Regions from separate parts of the Oryctolagus cuniculus genome. Here region 1 is linked to region 2. Evidence: chromatin contacts called from public Micro-C data. All regions are on one chromosome and are shown on one strand. Each heading gives the region's core, a stretch centred on a gene start, on an enhancer-like site or on the middle of the called end of the contact. The rest is flanking DNA. Distances are from core to core; before and after follow the strand shown.

What was found. Hi-C and Micro-C count contacts between places; a contact is called where the count stands out from the background.
Region 1: a Micro-C map of ear pinna shows a contact between it and region 2, with 2.5 times the contacts expected there. The contact joins the promoter of TUBD1 here to the promoter of VMP1 in region 2. A contact is called at or near these places in 2 of 6 Hi-C or Micro-C datasets (ear pinna and embryonic fibroblasts).

Annotation. Positions count from the first base shown.
Region 1 is chr17:35,177,484-35,183,863 of mOryCun1.1, reverse strand. It overlaps TUBD1 (tubulin delta 1), which reads left to right and starts at 3,964. Exons shown (of 8, transcript XM_051824738.2): 1 at 3,964-4,534; 2 at 5,004-5,219. The coding sequence starts at 5,048. RPS6KB1 (ribosomal protein S6 kinase B1) reads right to left here and starts at 3,745. Exons shown (of 15, transcript NM_001101690.1): 1 at 3,578-3,745. The coding sequence starts at 3,718.
Region 2 is chr17:35,000,238-35,006,704 of mOryCun1.1, reverse strand. It overlaps VMP1 (vacuole membrane protein 1), which reads right to left and starts at 1,415. Exons shown (of 12, transcript XM_002719255.5): 1 at 1,278-1,415. PTRH2 (peptidyl-tRNA hydrolase 2) reads left to right here and starts at 1,336. Exons shown (of 3, transcript XM_070060996.1): 1 at 1,336-1,648; 2 at 3,985-4,039. The coding sequence starts at 1,513.

The DNA.
Region 1 (6,380 bases), core at 2,715-5,214, 170 kb before region 2:
GCATTGTGGTACATCAGATTAAGCCACTGATTGGGATGCCAACATCCCACATCAGAGTGCCTGGTTCCACTCCCAGCTACCCTGAGCTTCCTATCCAGTTTCCTGCATATGTATCATGGGACATCCATGTACTTGGGTTCTAGCCACCCACACAGGAAATCCATATGTTGTTCCTGACTCCTGGTTTTGGCATGGGCCAATTCCTGGCTGTTGTGGGCATTTGGGAAGTGAACCAACACATGAAAGATACCTCTCTGTATGTATATATGTCTCTGTCTCTGTCTCCCTCCCTCCCTCCCTCTCTCTCTGTGTATATGTCTCCCTCTATCACTGTCTTTCAAAAAAAAAAAAATAATAAATCTTAAAAAAAAAAAAAAGTACAGTGCTGTGGAGTAGAGGGTTGGATCTCTGCTTGTGGCTCCAGCATCCCATATGGGTGCCAGCTCCAGTTCCAGCAGTTCCACTTCTGATCCAGCTCCCTGCTGATGCACCTGGGAAAGCAGTGAAGATGGCCCGAGCTCTTGGCCCCTGCATCCATGTGGAAGACCCAGAGGAAGCTCCTGGCTTCAGCCTAGCCCAGCCTGAACCGCTGCAACCATTTGGGGAATGAATCAGCGGACAAAAGATCGATATTGATCTCTCTCTCCCTCCCTTCTCTCTCTCTGTATTTCTGCCTTTCAAATAGATAAGCAAATCTTTAAAAAAAAAAAACAACAATCTGTGCAATGAAATTTGCTGATTGAATCAGAAAATGCTAGCACTCTGAAGGGGTAATTACCTTCCTGGTCTATGTCTGCTTCCTAACTATTAAATGAAGACATGGGGTAGGCATTTGGCCTAACAGCTAAGATGCCTCTTGGGACACTTGCAATCCATATTGTAGCGCCTAGGTTCAAGTGCTGGCTCTGCTCCCAATGCCAGTGTTCTAGTTAATGTAGACCCTGGGAGGCAGCAGAAGATGGCTGCCTCCCATGTGGGAGACCTGGATTGAATTCCCAACTCCCAGCTTCAGCCTGGCCCAGCCCCAACTATCACAGATATTTGTGGAATAAACCTGATGGGAGATTCTGTCTCTGTCTCTGCTTCTCAATTATTCAAAACATGAAGACATCAGGCTACTCTGATATGCACGAAGGTTAAAAAAAAAAAAAACTGGTGTAATAAATAATATGGTCACGGGGTCAGCACTGTGGTGTAGGGGGTAAAGCCACCGCCTGCTGTGTTGGCATCCCATATGGGCGCCAGTTTGAATCCCAGCTGCTCCACTTCCGATCCAGCTCTCTGCTATGGCCTGGGACAGCAGTGGAAGGTGGCCCTAGTCCTTTGGCCCCTGCATCCATGTGTCAGACCTGGAAGAAGCTCCTGGCTCCTGGCTTTGAATCAGCGCAGTTCCATCCATTAGGACCATCTGGGGAGTGAACCAGTGGATGTCAGACCAGCCTCTCTCCCTGCCTCTACCTCTCTGTAACTCTGCCTTTCAAACGAAATAGATAAATCTTTAAAAATAAATAGATAATACAGCCACAAATAGAAAACAAAAGATTTTCTAAGAATCCAAACTTCTCTATTTCAGAATTAAGAATTTTTATTTCAGAGTAATCCAGATGTCGCTTGAGCCTCCTTGACTGTCAATCCAATCCCACTCCAACCCTTTTCCCTTGCCCATCTCTTCTAATAATACATTCAAAAGAAACATTTTCAACTCCAAAACTACTGCTAAGTAAGATACATTTTACTGAAGGCTCTTCCTCACCTTTAATTACCTCTGGTCCTTCCCCAGAGTTCCTCTCTCTGAGGTAGTAGACACATTTCTTTGCTACTCCACCAACTTTTCTGATCCCTTCCCCACACCCTTTCAAGATCCTACTTTATCCAGCACAACAAAAGCCCAGGAGTAGGCCAGAACTGGAACACCTACTGTTCCTGAAACACATCAACAAAGTGAAAAGAACAATGAGATTCCCATTCACAACAGGAATCCTAACACAGGACTGTGCTTTCCAAAGAAAGATAACCTATGGTCTGGAAATTCTGTTAGTCCAACAAATGAAGACATAAAGCAAACTTCCTGTGCAGTCTTCTCTGCTGCCCTGTTCCAAAGCCTTCCATATGGAACCAATATAACCAGCTAGAATATGGTGTATATAATGAAAGTAATTCTGTATTTGTTTCAAATTGTATTTAGTGTATCAGGACGGATGATTAAGAGGCTAATTGGAATTCCACATGAAAACATATCTCCATACCCACCTTCTAAACCGTGTGATTTTGATTTAGACTCATTTGATTAAGAAAGAACAGTATTATTTTAGCTCATTTAGTTTCTTTAACTGTTCAAGGTTCTGTATACATACCATTTCAATCTTTTGCCAGCAGTAGGGCACAATTTACTTGCCAGAGGAGGAAAACTAGGGAGTGAGGAAAGGGAAAGGAAGCCCCTTATGCAAGAATCTGACATCAGTCATTCATTCCTGTCCTCCCATGGACAATGAAATTTACAGTCTAAGTTACCATAAAGGTATTACTGATGATCATTTGTCCATAATCAGTGATTTAGTATGACAACAGCATTTTTGAGCTTCCGGTGCAACTTGTGATTTTTCAATAAATTTATCTTGAAATAAGTGATATTCCATAATGATTTACACAGCACGAAGATGGCAAAGGTAGAACCAAGCTGTGCATTAGGAAGAACAATTCTAAATTTAGCACCCCAAATTACAGCAAGGAAAGCCCTCACACCACTATTCACAAGTCTCAGTTCAAGCAATTTATTTTTGGCAAGTCAAATCACAGCTGTCAACACTGGTTTTTTTCCACCCCAAAATTACATAAATTATTCTGAAAAAATATACACATCTTCAACTTGGGGGAAAATGAGGTACAAATGCCGTGTGTCGCTATAAATGCTTTAAAAAAAAAGGCACACGGAAGGAGGTTTAAAAAAAAAAAAAAGCAAACAAACAAACCCTGGAAGATGCAGCAGAGCCCCCTTGCTCCCGAAATAAAACTCCTGGTGGCTGTAACAGCAGCGGCAGTGCTACTCCCGACAGAAGTTTTCAGCTGTCACTTCTAACAGCTGAGCGCTTCCTAGGAGAGAAGCGACAGGCCGAGAAGAGAGGTGGTTGTGGGAGGTCTGCAGATCGACTACTTGAAATCTTACATTGCAGGGAAACCCTTCCGCACTTCACCTGCACTTACGGGACACCCGGCCAGCGCAGCCCCCCTCCCCCCAGCACACGCTCCTACCACCCGCGCCTCGCCACACTACTCCAACAGCCCCGCGAATCGACCACGCGCCCTTTCTCCTTCCCTCTGCAAACAGATTGCTCGGGGCTGCGCTGACCCGGGGAAATCAGGGCGCGACCTGCACCTGCGAGCCCCGCAGAGGCCTCACATACCTAGGGCCGGCTCTGCCCCGCCCGCTCCCTGCCTGGGGCCGCGCAGCGCCTCAGCTCCACCTGGAGGCTCCTCGCGCCCCCCAGGGTCTCCGCGCTCTAGGGGACTCTGGGCTTGCTGGGCGCGCGCCGCCGCCCCGGCCCTGTCACCTCGAGCCCCCCGGGACCCCGGGCCTCACCCCCTCCTCCAGCTCATCCTCAGAGCCCGCGTCCTCTGGCTGGTCCAGGTCTATGTCAAACACTCCAGCCATGTCCTCAGCTTCCCTGTCTCGGAAGTCAGGCGCTGGGTAAAAGCCGTCCCGCCTCCGTCGTCGCCTCATGGGCCCGGACCCGCCGCAGCCACAGCCGCCGCTGCCGCCATCACCGGCTGCTTAGGCTCAATGCGTCTGCGCTTAGGCCCTAGACTGGCTCCTCAAGTTCAGCGCTGGCGCATGCGTACAGAGATCCGTGAAGTCAAACTGGGCAGGGAACATGCGTAGAACTATCGGTAGGGTCCCGGTACTGGCAGAGACCTGCGCAAAACACCAGTTGAAGCCGTGGCTGGAGACTGGCGCCTGCGCACTGTGGGCTAGAGCATTTGATGGACAGTGAGCATGCGTACCTTATCAGAAGTTGATAAATTGAAATTGAACATGCGTAATTACCTTCTATGAATAGGGGAAAAAATACACAAAACTCTTCGTTTGTGGAACATGCGCATTCGTTCTTAGTGGCTTTTTTTTCCTTGCTGAAAGTGAGCATGCGCATAGCGAAGAGGCGGGGCCTCTGAAGTTTGAACGGCGCCGAAACGGCGGTCCCGGGGCTGTCAGTGAGTAGGAGTTCCTGGGACCCGCGAGGAAAAAGCGCGTTGGCTTTGCTGGTTACCAGATCAGTGGCCTTGGGAAAGTCTCACGAGCTCACGAGCTCTCGAAGCCTCAGTCGTCTTATCTGTAAAATTAGGGCAGTGCCTACTCTGCGGGTTTGAAATTCTAAGTTTGGAGTCTGGCTATCACTGTGACCCGGTGCTGCCTAGACCCGACGTGGGTGCGGGCTTTATCAAAAATCATCTCTTTTCTTTGTTAAGCACCACGAAGACCTGTTCTAATCCGTCATCTGCGCTTCGTTCTCCAAGATCCCTCTTTCTTGCAATCTTCCCTGTAAGTCCGGCTGAGCTAACAGGCCAGAAAGGTGGAGAGAGGTGGCTTGCTATTTAGAAGAGAGGAAATGCACGTTAACTGTTGGGTTACCTCCTGATGCTTCTGTGGTGCGGAGTGTGTCCTGCTGATTCCTTCAACAAGCATTCATTTTGGTTTCTGTTTTAAATTCATGCTTAGGAAAATAGTTTTAAGTCCAAATCGGATTTTGGGAACTATTGATCTGGGTGTGAGTGGATTAAGAAAAAACATATTACAAACCTCCAAATTATCTGCAGTGGTAAGAGTAAGACTTCCTTGAATGACTGGCCCCTTAGGCAGCATAATTATTTTTCGTTTTCAGTGCCATATACCTATGATATATGGCATTTTGGAATTATTTTTATTGATGTATAATTAGCACATACGGCACTGTATTTTTTTCCTATTAGTAATTTGGTGGTTTTCAAAGCCTGTATCTTTTCTATTACAGGTTGCTCATTCTTTTGAGGGAACAGACTTCGTTTGCAGCTCAGCATGTCAATAGTGACAGTGCAACTCGGCCAGTGTGGCAATCAGATTGGTTTTGAAGTGTTTGATGCTCTGTTCAGCGATTCGCACTGTTCCCAGGGTTTTTGCTCTAAGAAAGAGAATGAGGCATATCAAGCATCTTGCAAAGAAAGGTTCTTCAGTGAGGAGGAGAATGGAGGTATGTGTGGTCCACTGTCCTCTCCTTTGCTCCTGACATAACCAGGCCCTACGCAGGTATCAGAACCCCCTCTCTTCTCATTGCTCTGGGAGATGACTTTGCACTTGTTTCTATGGTAACCACCTTTGCCTATCCAGTGGCATTTTCCTCCTCAACAGATCTCACCAATCTAAAGCCACACAAACAAAACTTATCTCTCAACTACAGATTTCTTCTTCTGTCTTATCTCTTTAACTTCTCATCCAAGGTTCTCAAAGGAGAATCCTGCTGGACCAACTGCAATTCTGCATCTGACCCATAACACCACTGAATAGTCTAAGAAGAGTTCCCAGTGTGTTCCTAATTCCCAGACATAACTGCTGTTTCCTGTAACTCACTTGCCTTCTCTGCTGGATTTGATAGCATTAATTATGAAACCCTCTCCTTGAAACTCCTTCTCTTTAACTTCCTAACTTTTTCCCCCAGTGGTTGCATTGTGGGCTCTCCTTTGCCCTCTCTTGTGTAGTGCTCTCGGAGACATTGGAGTCTCCTAATCTGCTGTCTTTTCTTTTACACCATTGACTTAACCCAGCTCTCTCCTAAACTGCAGACTGATTAATGGATGTCTCCCCTTCCTCTCCTGTGTGAGCCTCAAACCCAGAATTTCCATACCAAAGCATTTGTTATCCTTCCTTTATTTATTTTATTTTATTATTTTTTTTTTGACAGGCAGAGTGGACAGTGAGAGAGAGAGACAGAGAGAAAGGTCTTCCTTTGCCGTTGGTTCACCCTCCAATGGCCGCCGCGGCCGGCGCGCTGCGGCCGGCGCACCGCGCTGATCCGATGGCAGGAGCCAGGAGCCAGGTGCTTTTCCTGGTCTCCCATGGGGTGCAGGGCCCAAGCACCTGGGCCATCCTCCACTGCACTCCCTGGCCACAGCAGAGGGCTGGCCTGGAAGAGGGGCAACCGGGACAGAATCCGGCACCCCGACCGGGACTAGAACCCGGTGTGCCGGCGCCGCTAGGCGGAGGATTAGCCTAGTGAGCCGCGGCGCCGGCCTATCCTTCCTTTAAACTTGTGTTCTTTACTGCTCATATACCATCATACACCAGAAGCTGTTTACTAGGGCTGGCGTTGTGGAACGGCGGGTTAGGCTGCCTCCTGAGATGCCTGCATCCCACA
Region 2 (6,467 bases), core at 166-2,665:
TAGCTATAGGTAAACTGCCAAAAGGCTTCAAATCACTTATTGAAGTATTTTAGAAACTTAGTTATATTCATATTTCCTTCTGGAACATGAGTTACAGGAATTAAACTATTAATCAATTGTATGCAAGTAGGTTATCTCTCAATAGGAAAAAAAGTGCTTTAAAATAATGTAGGCAAAGAAATAAAATATTTAAGACTTTAATTTAGAGTCATTTCACACCTACATCAACTGGTCACATTCATCTGGACACTAACATCTCCTTCCAAAGGTCAAGAAAAACACAATCTGGGGTGCGTCAAACGCTGCCTAGGATGAGAACAGTTTCTCTCTATCATCGTCTATGCTAAGCACTAATTTCAGACCTAATGAAAACACACTTAATAGGTAGCAGCAGCGGAGAATAGTACATTCTGTGTCCTTACAGCACTAGAAACACATACACAAGCTTCTCCAAATGACCAATGCAATCTCAACAAAACCCCCTGACAAGTCCCAGAGGAGATCGGGAAGACTCCGGGAACGTTTAGAACGAGGAGCAATGCTGACAGACGAGTGTGAACAGTGTCAGTCTATACAATATCGGATTTCTGCACGGAGTTGCAGGAAAATAAAAGATGACTGTCATTAAGTAACCTAGCAGTGTGACACTGGGCCACATAGGGCTTCTTAGAATTCCAGAGGCTGACATTAAGCCGACCTTCCATTTTCACCATAAATACCTCCACTGTAATGAAACGCAGAGGTCAGGGATAGGGTTTGGCACTGGGAGATTCGAGAAGCTCCTCTGCAAAGGTTCTCCGAAGTGAAGGCCCATTTATTTCTCTGACCACCATGGACCACCAGCGCCTGACATGGCCCTTGCACGCCTGAATTTTGTTTAGGAGCGGAGACATTTAGCATCACGCGCTAGTGGCCGGGGAGGGCAAGAATCAAACTGACAGATGGTGAGAAACAGCTCGGTCATCCGCAGGGAAGACCTTCTCCATTTACTACCAGACGCTGCAAGGGGTTCTTCCCAGAAGCCGAACACGGCTTCCGAGTGCGCAGAGAGGTGGGCAGTCTGGTGTCTGGCTTCAATGTCTCGGTGACCAACCAGGAGCGTTCCAAATAACCTGGCTACATTCAGCCTGAGACAGCCAGAGTCAGCACGCTGCTGGGAAGTCGAAATCAAGGTGCCCTAGATCTGCACGGCCTCCAGTGACAGCGTTCCGGAAGAGGCCACGCTCTGAGCACCGTCTCAGGCTCCCGTCCCCGGTTCCCCGCGTACGTTTACCTACCCGCCCCGACCCCGGCTTCTCCGGATCCTGGAAGCGGCTCCTGACCGACTCTCACACCCGCCGCTGGGCTCCGGCCAACCGGAACTCGTCCGCGTCACTTCCGGTCCGGTCCCCCGCTACAGAGACGGCCTCCAAAAGAAAAACGTTCCTCCCTCCTTTCGGCAGCCTCGGCTGATCCTCGCGGGATTTCCATTGGGCTGTCAGTTCAGGTCCTGTGGGCGTGGCCACAGGGAGAATGACGGCTCGCTTCGCGGTCCTTGATCCGGAACTGGTTGTGCAGGAACCCAGGAAGTGGAAGCCCGCGCGAGTGAAGCGTGTTAGCTGCCCAGAAGGCAAGAACGGGAAGGCGCGAGTGAGGAGAGGTGCGCCAGGTAGGTCGGTTCCTCCTGAGGCGAGGAAGGCTGCCGTCCTCCATCCCCTCTCCCGTTGGAGAGCTTCCTCCCACCTCATCCTGCAACCGTGCTGCCCCGTGGGAAGATGCCGACGGCTGCAATGAATTTTTCTCCGCGGTATCACCGAGTTCCCGTCTGGAAAGCTGTTTAATCCTTGGGCATTGTACCGCAGACTCTTGTCCTGTAGCGGGTGTGAGTGATGGAGGAACTCTCCCGCGGAAAGAATTTCGATCCGACTCCGGGGGATGGTAGAGGCTGCTCGGACAGTTTTCATTTGCACTGGGCCCTTACGATGAATAGGAGTGTGTGTGTGTGTGTGTGTGTGTGTGTGCGCGCGCGCGCGCTGTAAACGAGAAAGAATAGAAAATATTTTCCGGGAGAGATTACTGCTTGAAAGAACTCGGTAGCTTGGTTTGGCTGGGTGTTACGGTATACAGCAGGAGAGGAAATTAAAAAGGATACTGTATACTCAGCAATATATGTTTTACTCTGTTGGCGTTTAGCCAGTGATTTTTTTTTTGAGCAGGGAAACTCTATTTTGCAAGGATAATTATAATGGCAGGATGAAGTATGACAAAAGTAAAGCAAATGCGGGAAGGTTAGAGATAAGTTAATTTTGGAAAGTTTTGGCAAGAGGGCGCTGGTAAAAAGAGATAGGCTTCAGACATAAAGTCACCAGGATTTGGTGACTGGATGTGTGGTAGGACGCAGCAGGAAATGCGCAGAAATTAAGAATGCAGAAAGGGGGCCAGTGTTGCAGCCTGGTGAGTGGCAGAGGGTGAAGCCGCTGCCTGCCACACCTTCATCCGGTAAAGGTGCCCACTGGACTCCTGGCTGCTCCACTTCTGATCCAGCTCCCTGCTAATGCGCCCGGGAAAGCAGTGGAAGATGGCCCAGGTGTTTCGGAGAGTGCCACCCACAGGGGAGACTGGGTTGAAGCTCCTGCCTTCTGCCTGGCCCAGTGCTGCCTGTTGTGGCCATCTGGGCAGTGAACCAGCCGCTAAAAGGTGTCTGTCTGTCTCCCTCTTTCTCTGTAACTCTTTCAAATTAAGTAAATCTTTAAAGATAAGAAAATTTGCAATAGAAAGAACACTGTAGACCTGTAGGGGGTGAAATCCAGCAGAAGCTGGAGGCCTGGTGTGTAGCCAAGGAGAGGGTCCTACATACAGGATGATTTGTTCTGATAAACTGTTGTCTCCCATTAGAATGGTGGCTCCATTGTTTGTTTGTTTGTTTTTTGTTTTCCCCTCTGTGCTCTATTTGGTGAATAGAGATTGGATTAGAAAGGCAGCACATCCCTGGCTTCCACCTGGCCCGGTGCTGGCTGTTGCAGCCATTTGGGGAGGGAACCAGCAGATGGAAGTTCTCTCTTTCTCTAACTGACTTTTTTTTTTTTTTTTTTTTTTTTAAGATTCATTCATTTATTTATTTGAAAGTCAGAGTTACAGAGAGAGAGAAGGAGAGGCAGAGAGAAAGAGAGTTCCTCTATCCGCTGGTTCACTCACCAGTTGGCCACAGTGGCTGGAGCTGATCCAAAGCCAGGAGCCAGAAGCTTCTTCCAGGTCTCCCATGTGGGTGCAGGGGCCCAAGGATCTGGGCCATCTTCCACTGCTTTCCCAGGCCATAGCAGAGAGCTGGATAGGAAGTGGAGCAGCAGGGACTCGAACCGGCGCCCATATGGGATGTCAGAACTGCAGGTAGCGGCTTCACCCATTGTGCCACAGGGCCGGCCCCTGTAACTGACTTTCAAAGTAAATAAATCAATTTTTTGAAAAAGAAAGGGAGCATAGAGACCTGTGCTGTCCACTAGAACTTTGTTCTGTTGAAAATGTTTTGTGTCTCATTGATAGAAGGCCACTAGCCATGTTTCAGTTGTTGAACGAGGTAGAATTTGAAATGTGGCTAAGTACAACTGAAGAACTGAATTTTTATTTTGTTTTAATTACTGTTTATATAACCACAAGTGGTTTGTGGCTGTTGGATTGGACAGTACAGATAGACTGACTAGGGGGCCAAATATGTAAGCTCTTGTATTATATATGGGGTATCTGTAAAAATGTGGAAAATTAAAAGTGAAGTGTTTGGTGCATTTTTTTGAAATTCATGCATATGAGGGTTCTTCAGAAAGCTCATGAGAAATACTTATTTATGAAAAAAACTATGCATGGACTTATTTATTTGAGAAGTAGATAAGGCTCCCATTTGCTAATTCACTGCTCAAATGCCTGCTACCGTTGGGGACCAGCATTGTAATCTACGTCTCCCCTGTGGGTGGCAAGCATTCAATAACTTGAACTCTCTCTTCTGCTTCCCAGGGTCTGCATTGGTGGGAAACTGGACTCAGGAGCCAGAGCCAGGAATCAAACCCAGGTACTTTGATATGAGATGTGGCTGACTTGACTACTAGACTAAACATCTGCACCCAGCTGCTCTGTTTGATCCTCATTTTTCTCACCTGTTCGGTGAGGCAGTATCCTCCTTTTATGTTCATAGCAACAATCAATGAGGTAATACTTGGGTCATCCTAAATAAAAATGGAGAGATTCTCCAAAAATGACTAAATTTATTCAATAACAAACATTACAGTGGGAATGTGTGTGCTGTAGTAAAGTTATGTGTGGGTTCAGGGAGGTTAAGGCAAGGAAGTGTTTAGAGGCAAAATGAGGAGGAGGATTATATAAATTGTTTGAAACTCTAATCCTTGGTTACAAGCATCAATACAAGGGTGATACCTGTCCAAGGTTGAACTGGCAATTGCTGACCAGATAGCCTTGGGGAAGTATTTTGTGTGTAAGATTACAGTTCTGATAGAGTTGTATATGTTGGTTTTGTTACTAGGCATGAGATTCCCTCCTTCATAACCTGGCAGCATTCACTTGTTAGGGTTTGACTACTGTCACAGATGCAAAGGGTTTGCTAAGTTATGATACCTAAGGCCTCTCAATGGAGCAGTTTCCTGTTCCAGATATTATCTGAATCTGGTATAAAGGTATTTGCTTACTTTGCAACCTAGAAATTGGCACGGAGAATCCTTCTACCAGTTGATATGGAGGTCCGTGGGTTTTTTCTAGAAATACTCAGAAACAGTCACGCACTGTATACAACATACTGCATATATGACTGTAGTCCTGTAAGAGTATAATGGAGGTGAAAAATTGCTGTCACTTAGTGACATCAAAGACACCCTAAGATGATAGTACAGTGCATTCCGTACTCGTGTTGTGTGACCCTGGTGTGAACACTGCACTGCCACGTGTTGTCACAGCATTTACTTCAGTCTCGCTCTCCTTTCTTCCTGCTTGACTTCTATATGACTTTCCTCCCAGCTTCCCAATCCAGGGACCTACCCCTGTCTAAAACTCATGGTGCAAGGTGCCCTTTTCTTTCTGTTCGAGTCCAGATCCTTCTCTAAGGCCTCCTGGCCCTGCGCTTCATGCCAACACTACCCTTTCTGTATCTGCGGCATCTACCTGCCTTCCCTTTGGTTCTTCTGGAACTGTCTCTCCTCACGTTCTCCTGGTCGTCTGCTTTCCTTGCCTGTAGAAAGTGGGCATTTAAGAAGGTAGTTCCAGACAGGATTGCAAATGCAGGAAGAGATGCCGAGGGTTTTTTGGTAGATGTTTCAGAAAGTGTTTAAAAAGTAAAGGAGGCCAGGTGCCGCGGCGCACTTGGCTAGTCCTCCGCCTGTGGCGCCGGCATACCGGGTTCTAGTCCCAGTCGGGGCGCCGGATTCTTTCCCAGTTGCCCCTTTCCAGGCCAGCTCTCTGCTGTGGCCCGGGAGTGCAGTGGAGGATGGCCCAAGTGCTTGGGCCCTGCACCCGCATGGGAGACTGGGAGGAAGCACCTGGCTCCTGGCTTTGGATCAGCGCAGCGCAGCGCGGTGGCCGTAGCGGCCACTTGGTGGGGTGAACCAATGGAAAAAGGAAGACCTTTCTCTCTGTGTCTCTCTCTAACTCTGCCAGTCAAAAAACAAACAAACAAACAAACAAACAAACAAAAAAGTAAAGGATTCTAACAGACCCATATAGTTACAGGTTTTATCACAGGAAGTAGCAATTTCAGGGGAATGGGTTTTGTGCCTACAAAAGCAGGGTTTGATTTTGAGATTGGAAGTGTGGAGGTTATGAGGTTTTTTCTTTTTGATTGACTGTACTTTGACATATCCAGCCTTCAAAAGTAGGACATTCGTGTAGCAGTATATCGTGTTAAATTATACTTTTTTAAATTTAAAGGTATTGTAAACATTCTGTTTATGGACATTGTTTTCTGTTCTTTGGAGATTGCATTTCAGTCATTGTTTTTAACTCCTGGTTCTACTTTGAGATGCAGAATCAGCCTTGACTTAGATGAAGGGTAAAGGGATTGTTGGTAAAGGGATTGTCTTTTTTCTGAATTAGACTAAGTCTTTAGGTGCTAGAGATGTGTGGTTCTCAGCCCTATCAGATCCAAAGCACATTTTTATAACAAATCATTTATAATAAATGTAAAATATACATCCACTTTGGAAAATAGTTTGGCAGACTTTCAAAGCTAATAACAGTTATATGAGCCATCAGTTCTACTTGTAGATGTATGCCCAAGAAAAAAACAAACATATGTCTAACAAAAACTTGTACATAAATGTCCATAGCAGCATTGTTCATAATAGGCAAAATGTAGAAACAGCTCAAATGTCCATTTGCAGTCGAATGCATAAATAAAATGTGGTCTATCCATGCATTGAAATCCTCATCAGTAAGAGTAATGATGCATGCCACAAGATAGATGAATCCTAGAAATGTTATGCTAAATGAATGAA